Linked DNA regions of Mus musculus: all the other regions are linked to region 5. The links are chromatin contacts, called in public promoter capture Hi-C maps. All regions are on one chromosome and are shown on one strand. Each heading gives the region's core, a stretch centred on a gene start, on an enhancer-like site or on the middle of the called end of the contact. The rest is flanking DNA. Distances are from core to core; before and after follow the strand shown.

Region 1 (2,700 bases), core at 45-2,544, 440 kb after region 5:
GAGGGCGGGGCCTATGGAGTATGCTCCTGTTCTTGGCTCCTCTTGCACATTCCACGGGTGCCCGTATCCCAGTTACCTCTGTGTGTTGGCTTACGTAGTCATCCACATGACCTTGCACGTGTATTTAGGGTGTACAGTTCGGAGTGGATCCACTCCAGATAGAGTATGCACACGTTTAGCTTGCTTAGGACAGGCCAGCTTAGGGAGGGAGAGATGGGAGATCACAAGTGCAAGGTTATCCTTGGCTACATAAGGTGTGGGAAGCGATGCTGGCTCACACTGGACCCTGTCTCCAAAACCCAAAGTGGGCCAGGTGTGATGGCACAGGCCTTTAGTCCTAGCACAGAGGCAGGTAGATCTGTACGTATGTGTTTAAGAACAGCCTGCTCTACGTGGCAAGTTCCAGACCAACCAGAGCTACATAGACCCTGCCTCAAAGACAAAAACAAACTAGGGAGCTGGAGGAGAGCCCAGTGGTTAGGAAGTCTCTCACTGTAGGGAGTTGGAGAGAGAGCCCAGTGGTTGGGAATTCTCTCACTGTGACAGCCTTGGTTCTCTATCTGTCTGAGTCATTTCCACTCCCGTGAAAAACCCCTCACCCATATTCCTGAACATAAGCCTAGTAAAGCTTTATTGGTTCACAAAAAAAAAAAAAAAAAAAAAAAAAAAAAAAAAGAAAAGGAAAGGAAAGGAAAGAAAAGAAAACAAAATCGATTTCAGTAAAAAATAAAATAATAAATAAAAGCAAACGCTTTCTTTCGTAAGTAGCCTTAGTCATAGTGTTTTATATCAGCAATTAAATAGTCACTAATGCAGAAGCCTTAATGGATTTTGTGGCTATAAAAGGCTTGACATTAAAGTGTCCTGAAGAGGGGGGTTTGTCTTCAGAGAAGACTCAGTCATCCTTGAGGGTTTTCCCTGTGCTGTTGGGATGTTTTCCCTCAGCTTAAACCAAAAACAGTCTTCAAACAAACAAACAAAAACCAAAAAACCTACCACGCCCAAGGCAACTTACAAAAGAAAGAGTTTACTTATTTATTTTCCTTGTATTGAGATAGACTTTTTTTTTTTTTCTCTCACATTACATATGTTGTGGATGGCTCTGTGCTGCCTGTATTTTATGTTAATTCTGCTCCCCCGGGAGAGACTGCCTGGAATGAGGAATGAGTTATCTGCACAGGTGGCTTCTTGTGAACCAATCCCTTAAAGAATAAAGGAGCCAATCACTGGGTGAGTAGGCGGGACTTCCGGATTGGTCAGAGGAAGAGAGGAAGCAGGAGAGAGTTTTAGGTCTTTTGGAATGGGGACAGCATATATGTAAGATGTAGCTGCTAGAGTTTCCCGGTATCATGGCGGATGTGTAAGGATTCGCCACCAGAGGAATCAGATTTTAATAAGGCTTACAAGATTAGGTTTTAGTTGTTGTGCCCAGAGATTGAGTTACCATTGTTTCTGAACTAAGTTTGTGTTGGCTTTCCCTTCACACAGTGGGGGCGGCTCATCTGGGTTCAAGAGAGAAAGGTATCCTGTAAAGCATGGGTGTGCTAAATGTGCAACACAAAGGTTGTGGGGGATTTGAAGCACAGGTGGGCTTGGTAAGGACCCACCAGTGGGAACCTAGGGGGCTGGGTGGAGAGATTGTGGAGTTCTGAGTCAGAGTCTCCATGAGATAAAACAAGTTGACCAATGCCTGACCAGACCACTGGGGCAGAGAGTTGCTGGCACAAGCATGGGAACGTGTCAGTTCTTTTTTAATATTTCCCACAACAAATATATATCCTGATTACAGTTTCCCCTCCCTCTACCCCCCTCCCCGTTCCTCCCTGAATTTCAGGGTTCAGACTACAAACTGCTTCTGTGTGACTAAGAGAAGAAGAATCAGAGTAAAGAGAAACATACTCTCTTAATCTCCGAAGATTAACGGCAGGAGGAGCTCTAGAATTTCACAAAGGTGCTGTCAGGACACATGAAAATCTAGAGAAAAAGACCAGCTTGAAGAGACCAAAAAGAAGAAAGCCTGCCAATCACATCCTCCAGAGATTCTGAGACACACACACCCCTGGTGTAGGGGGACACCATCTGAAAGGTAAGCCAGCCTTGGCAGAAAGATGTGTGGGCCTCCCACAGCCTCACAAGCCTCCAGTCCAGTTGTGGGTTTGTTTTGGTTTTTTGTTTGTTTCTCCAGCAGATGAGTCAGCAAAGGAGAGGAATCCTGTTTTGCTGCCAATTGATATGACTTGGAGAGCAATGGTTAGAGGCCATCCCAAGACAAAAACTATTGTGTAAAATCAAGAGAGCATGGGGGCTTGAATGCAGGGAATAACCACAAACCAGGAACCTGAATGTAGTCTGATCCACAAAGAGAGATAACCCTGGAAGGCAGCTGTGGAGAGCAAGAGGACCAGATGTTGACTAGCCAAACAGTGTAGGTGGTGAGATGTTAGACTCAGTGAATCACACAGGGAAAGAAAGCTGGGTCCTCCATGACTAAGAACATACTGAGTCCACCAACTGAAACTGGCCTTGAGTTTGATAGTCTGAATCTGAGCTCAGCAGGTAGATCAACCTGCAGCACCACCTGTCTGCCATTCATCTGAGCAGAAACAGCAAATCCACATCTGCATCAACTGATACTTAAGAGGCTGAACAAGTCTGTATAACTCTCCTCAGCTGCATTAACAGCAAAGGAATAGACATACA
Region 2 (2,700 bases), core at 70-2,569, 340 kb after region 5:
GAAGGTAACATGTTAGTATTTTATATATCTAAAACTACTTCAAACTGAAAAAGAAGTATAAAAGAATAAAAACTGCTCTCCCCTTTTCTCCTTGCACAGCTGCTTATCACACTGCATGCCAGGCGGGGCTGGCTATGTGCTAGTCAATGCACCCAGCACAATGCACCCCGCCTTAGGGCACTAAGGATTTTAGGAAAAGGCTCTAATCACTGACAATTTCTATTCTTTTCATTGGTACCTTGAACTCACTGGTAACACTAGGGATACGTGCTACTACTGATGCATGCTATAACATGGATGAACTTTGGTTGGCCGTTGAAAGAGACAGGAAGATGAGAAGGCTGGAGAACAATGGTGGGGGGGGGTGTTCTTTGGAGGGTGCATAAGCATTCTAAAATTGATTCATCAACTTACAACTACAACTATAATCAAAGCCATGGAAGTGTATGCTTTAAATGAATGAAGCTCAAGACCAGTCCAGGCTACAGAGTAATTCTTGGGCCATTCTAGGCTCACAGAGCAAGTCTTTCTCATCTCACCCCCTAACTCTCTCTCTTGAGAGCAAGAGGTGAGAAACAGAGGAGAATAGATAAAAATGCTTTGAAAAACAAAAATGAAATGGTGCAGAAGCTCGGTAGTCTAATCTAAAGTAACCTACCTGGGTTTGGTGGCACACATCCAGCACTTACGAGTCAGGGGCAGGACAGTCACATGTTTATAAGGCTAGGCTAATCTATATAGAATGTAACTGGACCTGCATAGTAAGACCCTGCCTCAAAAAAAAAAAAATCAAGAAATAAAGTAACCTATATAAAGTATCAATTACAACGGGTCTCTCCATATGCCTTCTATATGTCAGAGGAACGTTACCTTTGAAACTTCTGGGTCCAAAAAGAGTGTGCCCTAAAGAACAACTGTCATCTCACCACTCATCACTCCACCTTTCTGTACTAGCACAGGAGTAACAAGTTGAGGCGAGGACCACAGCTGGGTGAGCAGTCTCACTGCGTTTTATCCGCATTCCTACAGAGCATGCATTACTTCAATGGCAATTATCAAGTCATAGTATAGCAACATATATTTCCTGCTAAGCAGGTTACTTTATAGCCCACTTTTCTGTCTCTGCTCTGAAATAGCTGAGACCCACAGGCTAAAATTCTATATTTAAAAAAAAAAAAAAAAAAGAACGTCATGACCTGAATATTGCCACCACACCTCATAAATACAGCACCTTCTGCTGCTAAAGCTTCCCACATTCAAAAGCCCTACGTGTTCCTGACAGAAAGCACACTCAGGCAGCTCAATTTAGAACATGCTGACCTTGAGCAAATCAGTGCCCTTAGCATGCTCTGGCTTCCATCACTGCAGGAGCTAGACAGCCTCACCATCTATAGTAGGCAACAATCTCTGGCCGCTACCCTGTCTATTTTAAGATATCCCTACTACATTTGTGTTGCAGAGTTTAAACGGGTAACACATGAATCTGTGTCTAAATCAATTCTTTACCTTAAAACTAGGATATACATCTTAAAATATTTATTATACTACCATTTAACCACACAGAATCTTTTAAACAGAAAAATCAAGTATAATCCAATTTCTAAGTAACCCTGTCATAAGCTAAAACAAAAGCAGCAAGGTTGCAAAAATGATGTGCAAATTCTGAAATAAAGTAATCGCTAGCCACCATTTTCATGTAAAGATAGACCAGACTCAGCACAAACTAATTAAGAACTACACTGCAGTTTTGCTAATCTATCTTAATATTTACTACCTATTCTACCTCTTAAATCTGCCATCAAGTCCATTTTCAGTACTTTATGAATGTATAATCATCCAAAACATAACCATGAGCTTTATTTATTAAATACAAACTTCTGGGTTTTTTTTTTTTTTAAAAAAAACTCTCAACACTCAGAACCTGTGACTAATCTTAGCTCTGTACAGCTTCTGAAAGCCAGGTAAATATTAACCCGAACTCAGAATAGAAGTTATACTTAACAATTATTCCGAATTTTCTTCCTTTCTCAACATAAAGGCTAATATTTATGCCAAGACCTAATGCTAGAAAACAGGATCATAAACCAAAACAAAACAACAACAACAAAAAAACAACAACAAAAAAGCTGGGCGGTGGTGGTGCACGCCTTTAATCCCAGCACTTGGGAGGCAGAGGCAGGCAGATTTCTGAGTTCGAGGCCAGCCTGGTCTACAGAGTGAGTTCCAGGAAAGCCAGGGCTACGCAGAGAAAGAAACCCTGTCTCAAAAAAAAAAGGGGGAAAAAAAAAAAGAAAACAGGATCATATTTAAGTTTTTTAAATGATTCTCTCCTGAAACATTTAATATACCAATAGAAATTCATTCTCAAGTATAAAATGTTTCTGTTTACTCTCCTCCCAAACATTTCGGTAATAAAAAGGAAACTAGATATCACATAGCACAGAATCTGACATGGAAATAGTGCAGGACCCAAATATAATGAAGTCACTTACTAACGAGTGAACTAAATATAGGGCGCAGGCAGCTGGAGCTGGAGTTTATATAATATGATAGCTGGCTACTGAAGGCTCGGAGCCCACAGTCTGTGACAGAAAGGACAGGAGTCGGGAAAGCACTACTAGTGTTTCTTTCCATGCAATTGAATAAGATTTCAAAATCTTTATTCCAGAGGGGGGAAAAAAAACAGCTAAAGTTGAATCT
Region 3 (2,700 bases), core at 38-2,537, 510 kb after region 5:
ATAGGGAAGGGTCAGAGAAATGGTTTTGTACGTATTCCCCTGGCCTCATCAGGATTAGGTAATGACTGAGAAAGAGCTGCTGGTACTCAATTCAATACTATGCAATTTATTTTTCTGTTATTTTTATTATGATAATTTGATCATCAGATCCATTTTGGATTCACAAAAAAGTTTACATTTCCTTTTTTTGTCTTTGTTTTTCTTATAAGGAAAGTTTTTTAGTTATATTCCACTTTCAGTCTCTAATTTCTCCTTTTTATGGCTAAGAGATGTTTCTAGAACTAAAAACCGTTTCTATTCAGTAGAATGAATGAGTAATGGAATTGACTTTTATTATACTCATGTAAATATCTAAATCATGGAAACCTACTAGATGTAAGACTCCATTATGCAAACTTGTAGTATAGCTCAACAGTTAAAAAGATACCTTCAACCAACCCTGACAACTGAGTTCAATCCATGGGGTCCACGTGGTGAAAGGAAAGAACTGATACCTGCAAGTTGTCCTCTCAACTTCCATACATTAACATGTGGCATGTCTGCACGCATGTACAAGTAAAACAAATTGAAGAGAGTTTTTAAAGCTACTGTCTTAAGAATTAAAGACCTTATAATGAACTTTTAGAAATTTATACATTTTTACATTTCCTGATGTACTTAAGACAGTAGTTTATGACTATGCATGCTAACATATGCTTCCTTTTAAATTATTTATTTATTTTTGTTTTGTGTGCGTTGATGTTTTTCCTGCATGTATATCTGTGTGAGGGTGTCAAATCACTTGGAACTGGATTACAGACGATTGTGAGCTGCCATGTGGGTGTTAGGAATTGAACTCTTGTGCTCTGCAAGAATAGCCACTGCTCTTAACCATTGAGCCGTCTCTCCAGTCCTGTGACCTATGCTTTTAATCCTTGTAGAGGCTGCCATATGTTGGTGAGTTCAAACCCTGTCTCAAAAAAAACAAAACAAGATATTGTATTTTATAAGTAATTTTGGCCATATTGCATAAATATGAATGTTCGCATGTATGGGTATGCAGACAGCTGGTAGAGTTTTAACTATATTGACTTAGTACTGTCATACACTGTTGTGGGAGCTACAAGAAAACTTAAGAAATCCTAAAGGGGTTTGTGTGGGGGTCAAAAGATGACTTGGAGTTCTTCCCATCCACTTTGTTCCTGCAGCTGTGCTGCTGCACGCTTCAGGCTGGCTGGCCTACTACCTTCAGGTGGATTCTCCTGTCCCCACCTCTCCTAGCACTGTCCCAGTATAGAATTACAAGTGTGTGTCACTGGCGTGTATGAGTTCTAGGTTTAAACTTGTATTGCTAGGCTTTTGTGGTCGGGGCTTTTACCTGCTGAGCCATTTCCCTGGTATTCATGGTATCTCTATAATTACATTGAGCTGTGTGTGTACATGTTTTAATCATAGCACTCAGGAAGCAGCTAGATCTCTTGAGTTCAAGGCCAGCCAAACCTACAAAATAAGACCCGGAATCAGAAGGAAAAAGAGAATGATCTTGAATCATTTGTTTTCTGATGAGTGAGCAGAATATCCTTGGATGAGTTAGTGGACAGACGTTGACCATCACAGACTTTCATTCACACTTATTCCTGAAGCTAGTACATGGATAAGTAATTGTAGGATCAAAAGACTAATTTTAAAAGGCAAACATAAGATTATACTTTCAGGGATCATTACTATAGTTTATTTAAAAAGCAGACATTATGAATGGTACCAAGTAAAAGGAAGATGGGAGGAAAAGCTGAACCTGTTCTAATTGTTAAAAGAAAAACTATTTCGCACCTATGTGTCTGTCTTTTTATCCGTCTATCTCTTTCCTTTTTTTAGACAAGGATTTCATGTCTATCCCAGACTGTACTAAATGAATTCATCATCCAGGTCTGAGCCACTACCTAGCTACCTTTAGCCTTTAACCTAATCACTCTAACTTCTAGGCCTATAAAATCTTGATACTTTTTAAAGTATTATTATTAATATTAGGCTAGAGAGATGGCTAAGTGGTTAAGAGCACGTGTTGCTCTTGCAGAGGACCAAAGGTCATTTCCCAGCACCCATGGTGGCTCACAACCATCTATAACCCCAGTTCCAGGGCATCCAACAATGTGTGTGTGTGTGTGTGTGTGTGTGTGTGTGTGTTTGTGTGTGTGTGTGCAGATAAAATATTCATATACATAAAATAAATTTTTAAGGGTTTTTATTTCTGTCTGTATGTGTACATGCATGCATGCAGCCACAGAGACCAGAAGAAGATATTAGATTCCCCAGAGCTGGGATGAAATCCAGTTTTGTGCCACCTAATATGGAACCTGGAAGAACAGCAAATGCTCTTAAATGCTGAATTAGTCTCTATACCCCACTTCTTAATGCTTTTTTGGCAGCTTTTATTTTTCCCATGGCAGAGTATTTTTCTGGTGCTGGGAACTGAACGCAGGGCCTCACATGCTGGAAAATACTGTTTCCCAGTTAAGCTGTAGACATGGTAGCATACTTTTGTATATTTAAAAATTCACTTGTACAGTTCATACTGCTGTCTGTTTCAGGTGAATGCTAATTAACCAGTTTTATACATTCATTATTTCCAGTGTTTTGCTTCATTAGAAACAGCTGGATGTGGTAGTACATGCCTTTACCCAGCACTCAGGATTCAGAGGCCAGCCTGGCTTTCATAAGAGC
Region 4 (2,700 bases), core at 161-2,660, 360 kb before region 5:
CTAGTATCCCAAGGCACTGATGTAACAAATAGACTTTACACTGGGATCTACCCAAGTCCAAAGCAACTCAGTTTGTAAGCTTTATGTTGCCAGCCACATAAACACCTACAAAAAATGAATGGGTACCTAATGTTAACGAGTCCAGCTTAATTGTTAAAAGTCTTATCTTGTCAGGCAGTGGTGGCCCACGCCTTTAATCCCAGCACTTGGGAGGCAGAAGCAGGCGGATTTCTGAGTTAGAGGCCAGACTGGTCTACAGAGTGAGTTCCAGGACAGCCAGGGCTATACAGAGAAACCCTGTCTTGGGGGGGGGGGGGGGGGGGAGTCTTATTTTTTGTTATAATAGGAGAGTCTTAGAATTAACAGGTAAGGCCCCTGAGTACAAGCTTTAATTCTAAAAAGTACTTTTAAAAGTAGATGAAATACAACTACACACAAAACTAATGTAAAATTAATGGCCAGAGTGAGGGATCTGATAACGATCTAAAATTACTGGTTCCAAGAAACGTTTAATACATAAGGAAAGCATTATTGGAAAGAGAAAATAAGATGAATCGTATTGGGTTTTGTTGTTGTTGTTGTTTGCTTTGTTTTGTTTTTTCAAACAGTCTCACTATGCAGACCAGACTGGCCTCGAGCTCCAAAAAATACTCCAGGCTCCACCTTCCAAGCGCTGGAATTAACGGTATACGCCACCACAACCTGATCGACAAGTCATTTTCATTCGGCTGTATCCATTCTTGTACACACAGCACCGGGTACTAAGCATCACGAGGTGCACTGTCAAATGTCCTGACTGAGACAGCTAAATAGTGCAAATAAACTGGCATACTGCAGTATTTAAGAGCAGAATATCTGGGACTAAACCGCGTTAGTTCAAAGCCTACCACTGCTACGAGGAGCCGAGTTTCTCAGAAAATAGTTTTGACACCAACCCATTCTCTCAAAGAGAGAGAAGAAGCCCGAGTGTGGGAAGGAGCCACACTCCCGGAAAGCGCTCGAGAAGCCAGCCCCGCATGTCAGAGTATCCCGGACCAGGAACGTCTGTCTGTAGGGCAGTCCAGGCGAAGAGTCCGAAGATACAGGCACCAGCCGGTACAGAAGCTTCCGTACTCGAGCCAGCCCTACCGGCCAGTGAAAGACCCAAACGCACATCTCAACATCCGACCCAGTCCCTTGCAAAGAGTACCTGCGCCCTGCTCCGGCCGACACCAGGCAGCTGCACAACGGAAGCACGTGAAGACACCGAGTTGCTACCCAGGCTGACCAATCTGCTGGAGAAAATTCTACACAGCTGAGCTACGCCGGGGCCGCCGCTGCACGTGAATCCGCTTAAGTGGCAGACAGCACGTGGGCAAGTGCTCAGAAGGGAGGGGACCACTACAGCTATGGGACCTTCCATGGCTTCGACGCTTAGTGATGACGTAAGAACACGCCGCGGATCTCCGCTACGCTTGCGCACTAACTCCCGGCCGCCATTTCGCCATTTGCTGCGGGTAACCTGGCTATGACAGGCGGAAGTAATCGTTTAGATATCCGGGTGTCTCGCATTTGCCGTTGCCACTGGTACAGGAACTCGTCCACTGTTGCTATGTTGAAAAAAACCTCTATAGCAGGGTTGTACAAGGCAATAGCTGTTGCTAGCGTAGGTGTTGTTTTATCGACCTCCCTACTTTTATATGAAACTAGCCCAGTAATTGTTTAATTCATCTTACTTGAACCTCCATCCGGCAGCAGTCTGAGAATGTCTGTAGACTTTGTACCAACGATCGTGGCCGCGGTACTCTGCAGGCTTTTCTTACTCATGCCAAGTGTACTAAAAGCCCAACATTGGGTCTCAAAGCTCATCCAACCACATCCACAAGGATACCCGTAAGTATGTCTGCTTTCCTTTTAGCATGAGCCACGTGAAATCGGTTTATCCTATATTTTTGGGCACAAGTTCTGTTATCTAAAACGAATTCCTTCCCCAAATTTACGCACCAACTTCAATATCAATCTAAATTTCAATGGACTTTAAAGACTTCATGATGCCTAGCCATATTGTTTTAAGTCACCAATACAGCCCTAGACTTAATACTAAGGTTCTAAATGCACTTAAGAAAATAAAACTACCAGTACTTTGTTATAATGGGCAGACAAGTCCTATAAGGTGGTGGTGACACAAGCAAAACACAAAACTTAGAAATAATGACCCTTGTGAGTACTCGACTTTTTTTTTTTTAAAGGAACCAATATAGGAAGAGGACAAAAATGGGCAAATAAGGCTAGTCGATTCTGCTTAAGTAGCCCAGATATGGTATTTCCGTTGTAATGAAAACAAAAAACTGGAATTTTGGGAACAGAGATGATGGCTATGATTACCTTAGTCACTGCAAAATCTGAAACCACCAGGTCAGGATGCAAACGGGGGCAACTGCCATAAGATAGTCAAGATTTAGAATGATAAAGTAGTAGGGCAGGGGAAGGGTAGCCAGTGCTAGATGGCTGAGCTGTCTATGCTGTGGAAGCATGTGATTTTACTGAAGAATATAAAGACAACAAAGACAGCTTCCAACTTACTGCCAACTGCCCCTATCAAGTAGTTGGACTGAAAATAGTTGATGTAGAATATTCTCAGTGTAGAATATCAAATGTGCTTGAGAAGATGGGTATGGGAATGGAACTGCACACCTGCAGGTTTAGAGGGTTTTGGAGACA
Region 5 (2,700 bases), core at 148-2,647:
ACTAACGGGAAAGCTGCTCTTGAGCACACCTACTTTATATTTCATCATTTAGCTCAGGTTCCTCTTGTTTGAGTAATAAAATATCCTTTGCTCTTTGATGCAGGAGGTGGAGGAGGGGCTCAGACCTATTTTACAAACAACTAAACAGTGCTATTGAAATGGGTTAGTCCGGTACGAGCATTGAGTGCTCCTGCAGAAGACCCTGATCTGATACAGTCTCCGGCACCCATATCCTCCTGACCTCTGTGGGCATCTGAGTGCACACACACACACACACTCATGGTTCCACACACAATAAAACTTAAAAAGGAAAAGAGAGAAAACATGTACATGTCCAGCGACATGCTAGGCATGGTGATGCTCGTCTCTGACGCCTGCCAGGTAAGAGAGACAAGAGGATTGCTGGAATTATGTGGCCGACCACATGGGAAGTTCTAATCCAACTTGGGTTACACAAAAGCAAACAACCAGCCTCTCCTCCAAGTCAAACTGCTTGCCCAAGACTAGCAGTCTGGATATCAGACTCCATCTTTTGCTGCCCCACCCCATGTATTTAGCACATATCTGTATACACAAGTTCGCTCACGGAGCTGAGCCTGCGCTTCCATGACCTCCAACCCTCCCTGCTCATTCCTGCAGGTGATCATTAAAAGAGTAAGCAGCCTGAAGGAAATTGACTTCTCCTTAGTTACTGGCTCATAGTTCATAAAAATGAGCTGTACATGTCTCTTGGACAGAACATCCAGTTCTCAGGGATGGGTGTGGTGTTTGAGGTGGGCCCCATAATTTCCTTTTGGTGTTTTGCTGCCTGTCAGCTCCTGATAACTTATGTGTTCAGAAGAGAATTAAACTGCATTTCATAAAAAAAAAAAAAAAAAGTTGTTTGCCTCAGGGTCATTACAAACTCAGACTGCTTCCCCATTTCCAGAATATTCCATAGCATCTCTACATTTACCAGAAAAATTTCCTTTTCTCCCTCTGTAGAGAATGAAGTCAGCCACACATTTTTTTTCAGTTTCTAAATAATGAGTCAAGATTGCTAGGACAAAGGGTCTGGTTGTTAGGAAATATTTTCCACTCCCTGATAAAAGGAGAAAGCTGAATTTCTCTCTCAGCCTCGGCCAACTCTGTGTGCAGTATTAGCAGCAGAAAAGAATTGAAGGCTTCTGGGAGGAGTCTAGGGCCCGAGACTAAAGTGTGCCTGGGCTATTTTGGGGCGGGTAGTGCAGGGCAGCAGCTGCACCAAAAGAGGTCAAGGACGATAGCTTTGCCCGAAGCTGACTCGTGGGGCGGGGCCTCTGCTCTCCAGAGCTCCGCCTCCTAGGGGCGTAGCTAGAGCGAAGGGTGGGGCCACGCTCCGTCGGGGCGGGGCCTGTGGAATCTCCGAACTCCTAGACACGGGGCTTTGGCGCGCGTCTCCCGGCGCGGGGTTCCTCTCACGCAGCCTCCCATTCAAAAGATGCCGAAGGGGCGGCGCGGCAGCCAGAACCCCAAGATGAGCCAGCGGCCGGCCCCGCCCCTCTACTTTCCGTCGCTCTACGACCGGGGCATCTCGTCGTCTCCGCTGAGCGATTTTAACATCTGGAAGAAGCTCTTCGTGCCGCTGAAGGCGGGCGGGACGCCGGCGGCCGGGGTGGCAGGAGTAGCGGGGGTCCGATCCCTGCCTCTGGCACCCCCAGCTACGGTGCCGCCGCCGCCGCCTGGCCTGGGTCCCCCCAGCGAGCGCCCGTGTCCTCCTCCCTGGCCGTCCGGCCTGGCTTCTATTCCCTACGAGCCTCTGCGCTTCTTCTACTCGCCGCCTCCAGGCCCCGAGATGGCAACTTCGGCCCTGGTCCCCGGCTCCACGACCCCCTGGCTCGCATCCGCCTCCCACCCTGAGGAGCTGTGCGAGCTAGAGATCCGGATTAAGGAGCTGGAGCTGCTCACAATCACTGGGGACGGCTTCGACTCCCAGCGCTGTGCGTGACTGCCAAACGAGCCCAATCCTAGCTGCCTTAATTGCCCCCTAGAGTCAGGCAACAGAATGTGACCCCAGCCCTAGGAGTTCCACCCCCAAATATCTGTCCTCCAGAGGTTCAGACCCCCACGTGCTGAATTTCAACCGACCCCTGCCTCCCCACACACCTGAGCTATTCAAGCCCTTTAGTTTTAAACCCTTAGGGGCTAGCCCTTGAAGTAATTTGACACTGACTCTTCACACCTGAAGCACACTCTTCTTAAATTTAGCAGTCCTACACAGTAAGACCACATTTCTGTAATCTAGAGCTCCACCCACAACAGGCTCCCTATCTCTAGAGACATTAATCTTCAGTATTCAAATCTTAAGCTGGGTCTGTGGGTGGAAGGAGATCATAAGAATCGCCCAGACCTTGAAGCCCCACAGTCATTCACTGAGGAGCCTTGGCCTCTGCCCTTCCCTGGGCCCCAAACCCTCGGACAAGATCTTGGACTTTGACATCTGGTCTAAAGTCTGAGGTTTTGGGGATCCACATCAGAGCAGAACAAGTGCTGATGTAAGCAGGAATCCTCTGGTATATGAACAGATGCCTCTCTAGCGGACAGTAAGGCAGTTAGAGCCAGCCATATTTCCAGAAGGACTAATTAAATTGCTCAGGAATTAGTAGCCTGAGGCTATCCTGATTCACCCCCTGTTCTAAGGCTTGAATTGGACTATTAGAGGAAGGCACATGGCTCTGGAAA

Evidence for each region. Promoter capture Hi-C pulls out the DNA fragments that hold promoters and counts their contacts. Capture Hi-C pulls out chosen DNA fragments and counts their contacts.
Region 1: a promoter capture Hi-C map of embryonic stem cells shows a contact between it and region 5, with 4 times the contacts expected there. The contact joins the promoter of Platr14 here to the promoter of A930018P22Rik in region 5. A contact is called at or near these places in 7 of 39 promoter capture datasets (the 3T3-L1 cell line, cranial neural crest, embryonic stem cells and 3 more), 2 of 15 datasets of contacts at CTCF or cohesin (the NIH/3T3 cell line and embryonic stem cells), 8 of 484 Hi-C or Micro-C datasets (CD8 T cells, embryonic stem cells, extraembryonic endoderm stem cells and 2 more) and 5 of 115 datasets of contacts at active chromatin or transcription factors (acute myeloid leukemia, embryonic midbrain and embryonic stem cells).
Region 2: a contact with region 5 is called in a promoter capture Hi-C map of second pharyngeal arch cranial neural crest. The contact joins the enhancer-like site here to the promoter of A930018P22Rik in region 5. A contact is called at or near these places in 11 of 39 promoter capture datasets (the 3T3-L1 cell line, 3T3-L1-derived adipocytes, the SN4741 cell line and 5 more), 10 of 115 datasets of contacts at active chromatin or transcription factors (embryonic basal ganglia, embryonic forebrain, embryonic midbrain and 4 more) and 1 of 9 other capture datasets (embryonic stem cells).
Region 3: a contact with region 5 is called in a promoter capture Hi-C map of trophoblast stem cells, with 4 times the contacts expected there. The contact joins the enhancer-like site here to the promoter of A930018P22Rik in region 5. A contact is called at or near these places in 12 of 39 promoter capture datasets (3T3-L1-derived adipocytes, the C10 cell line, cranial neural crest and 7 more), 1 of 15 datasets of contacts at CTCF or cohesin (the NIH/3T3 cell line) and 3 of 115 datasets of contacts at active chromatin or transcription factors (embryonic stem cells, forebrain and stem cell-derived neural progenitor cells).
Region 4: a promoter capture Hi-C map of liver shows a contact between it and region 5. The contact joins the promoter of Nat10 here to the promoter of A930018P22Rik in region 5. A contact is called at or near these places in 1 of 39 promoter capture datasets (hippocampal neurons) and 1 of 9 other capture datasets (liver).

Annotation. Positions count from the first base shown.
Region 1 is chr2:104,557,890-104,560,589 of GRCm38.p6, forward strand. It overlaps Platr14 (pluripotency associated transcript 14), which reads left to right and starts at 1,295. Exons shown (of 4, transcript NR_040322.1): 1 at 1,295-1,317; 2 at 1,835-2,086.
Region 2 is chr2:104,466,087-104,468,786 of GRCm38.p6, forward strand. All of the region lies in intron 2 of Hipk3 (homeodomain interacting protein kinase 3), which reads right to left. Among named protein-coding and RNA genes, the nearest start is that of Hipk3, 27 kb to the right of the region's middle. Within about 2 kb of position 1,320, at least 28 of the 459 cell types and tissues checked have an H3K27ac peak or open chromatin away from gene starts, as enhancers often do. A contact at or near this core is called in second pharyngeal arch cranial neural crest, where this site is marked.
Region 3 is chr2:104,628,819-104,631,518 of GRCm38.p6, forward strand. The region is part of intron 3 of Cstf3 (cleavage stimulation factor, 3' pre-RNA, subunit 3); the gene reads left to right. Among named protein-coding and RNA genes, the nearest start is that of Cstf3, 40 kb to the left of the region's middle. Within about 2 kb of position 1,288, at least 5 of the 459 cell types and tissues checked have an H3K27ac peak or open chromatin away from gene starts, as enhancers often do. A contact at or near this core is called in trophoblast stem cells, where this site is marked.
Region 4 is chr2:103,759,860-103,762,559 of GRCm38.p6, forward strand. It overlaps Nat10 (N-acetyltransferase 10), which reads right to left and starts at 1,411. Exons shown (of 29, transcript NM_153126.3): 1 at 1,190-1,411.
Region 5 is chr2:104,121,372-104,124,071 of GRCm38.p6, forward strand. It overlaps A930018P22Rik (RIKEN cDNA A930018P22 gene), which reads left to right and starts at 1,398. Exons shown (of 2, transcript NM_026634.2): 1 at 1,398-1,958. The coding sequence starts at 1,460.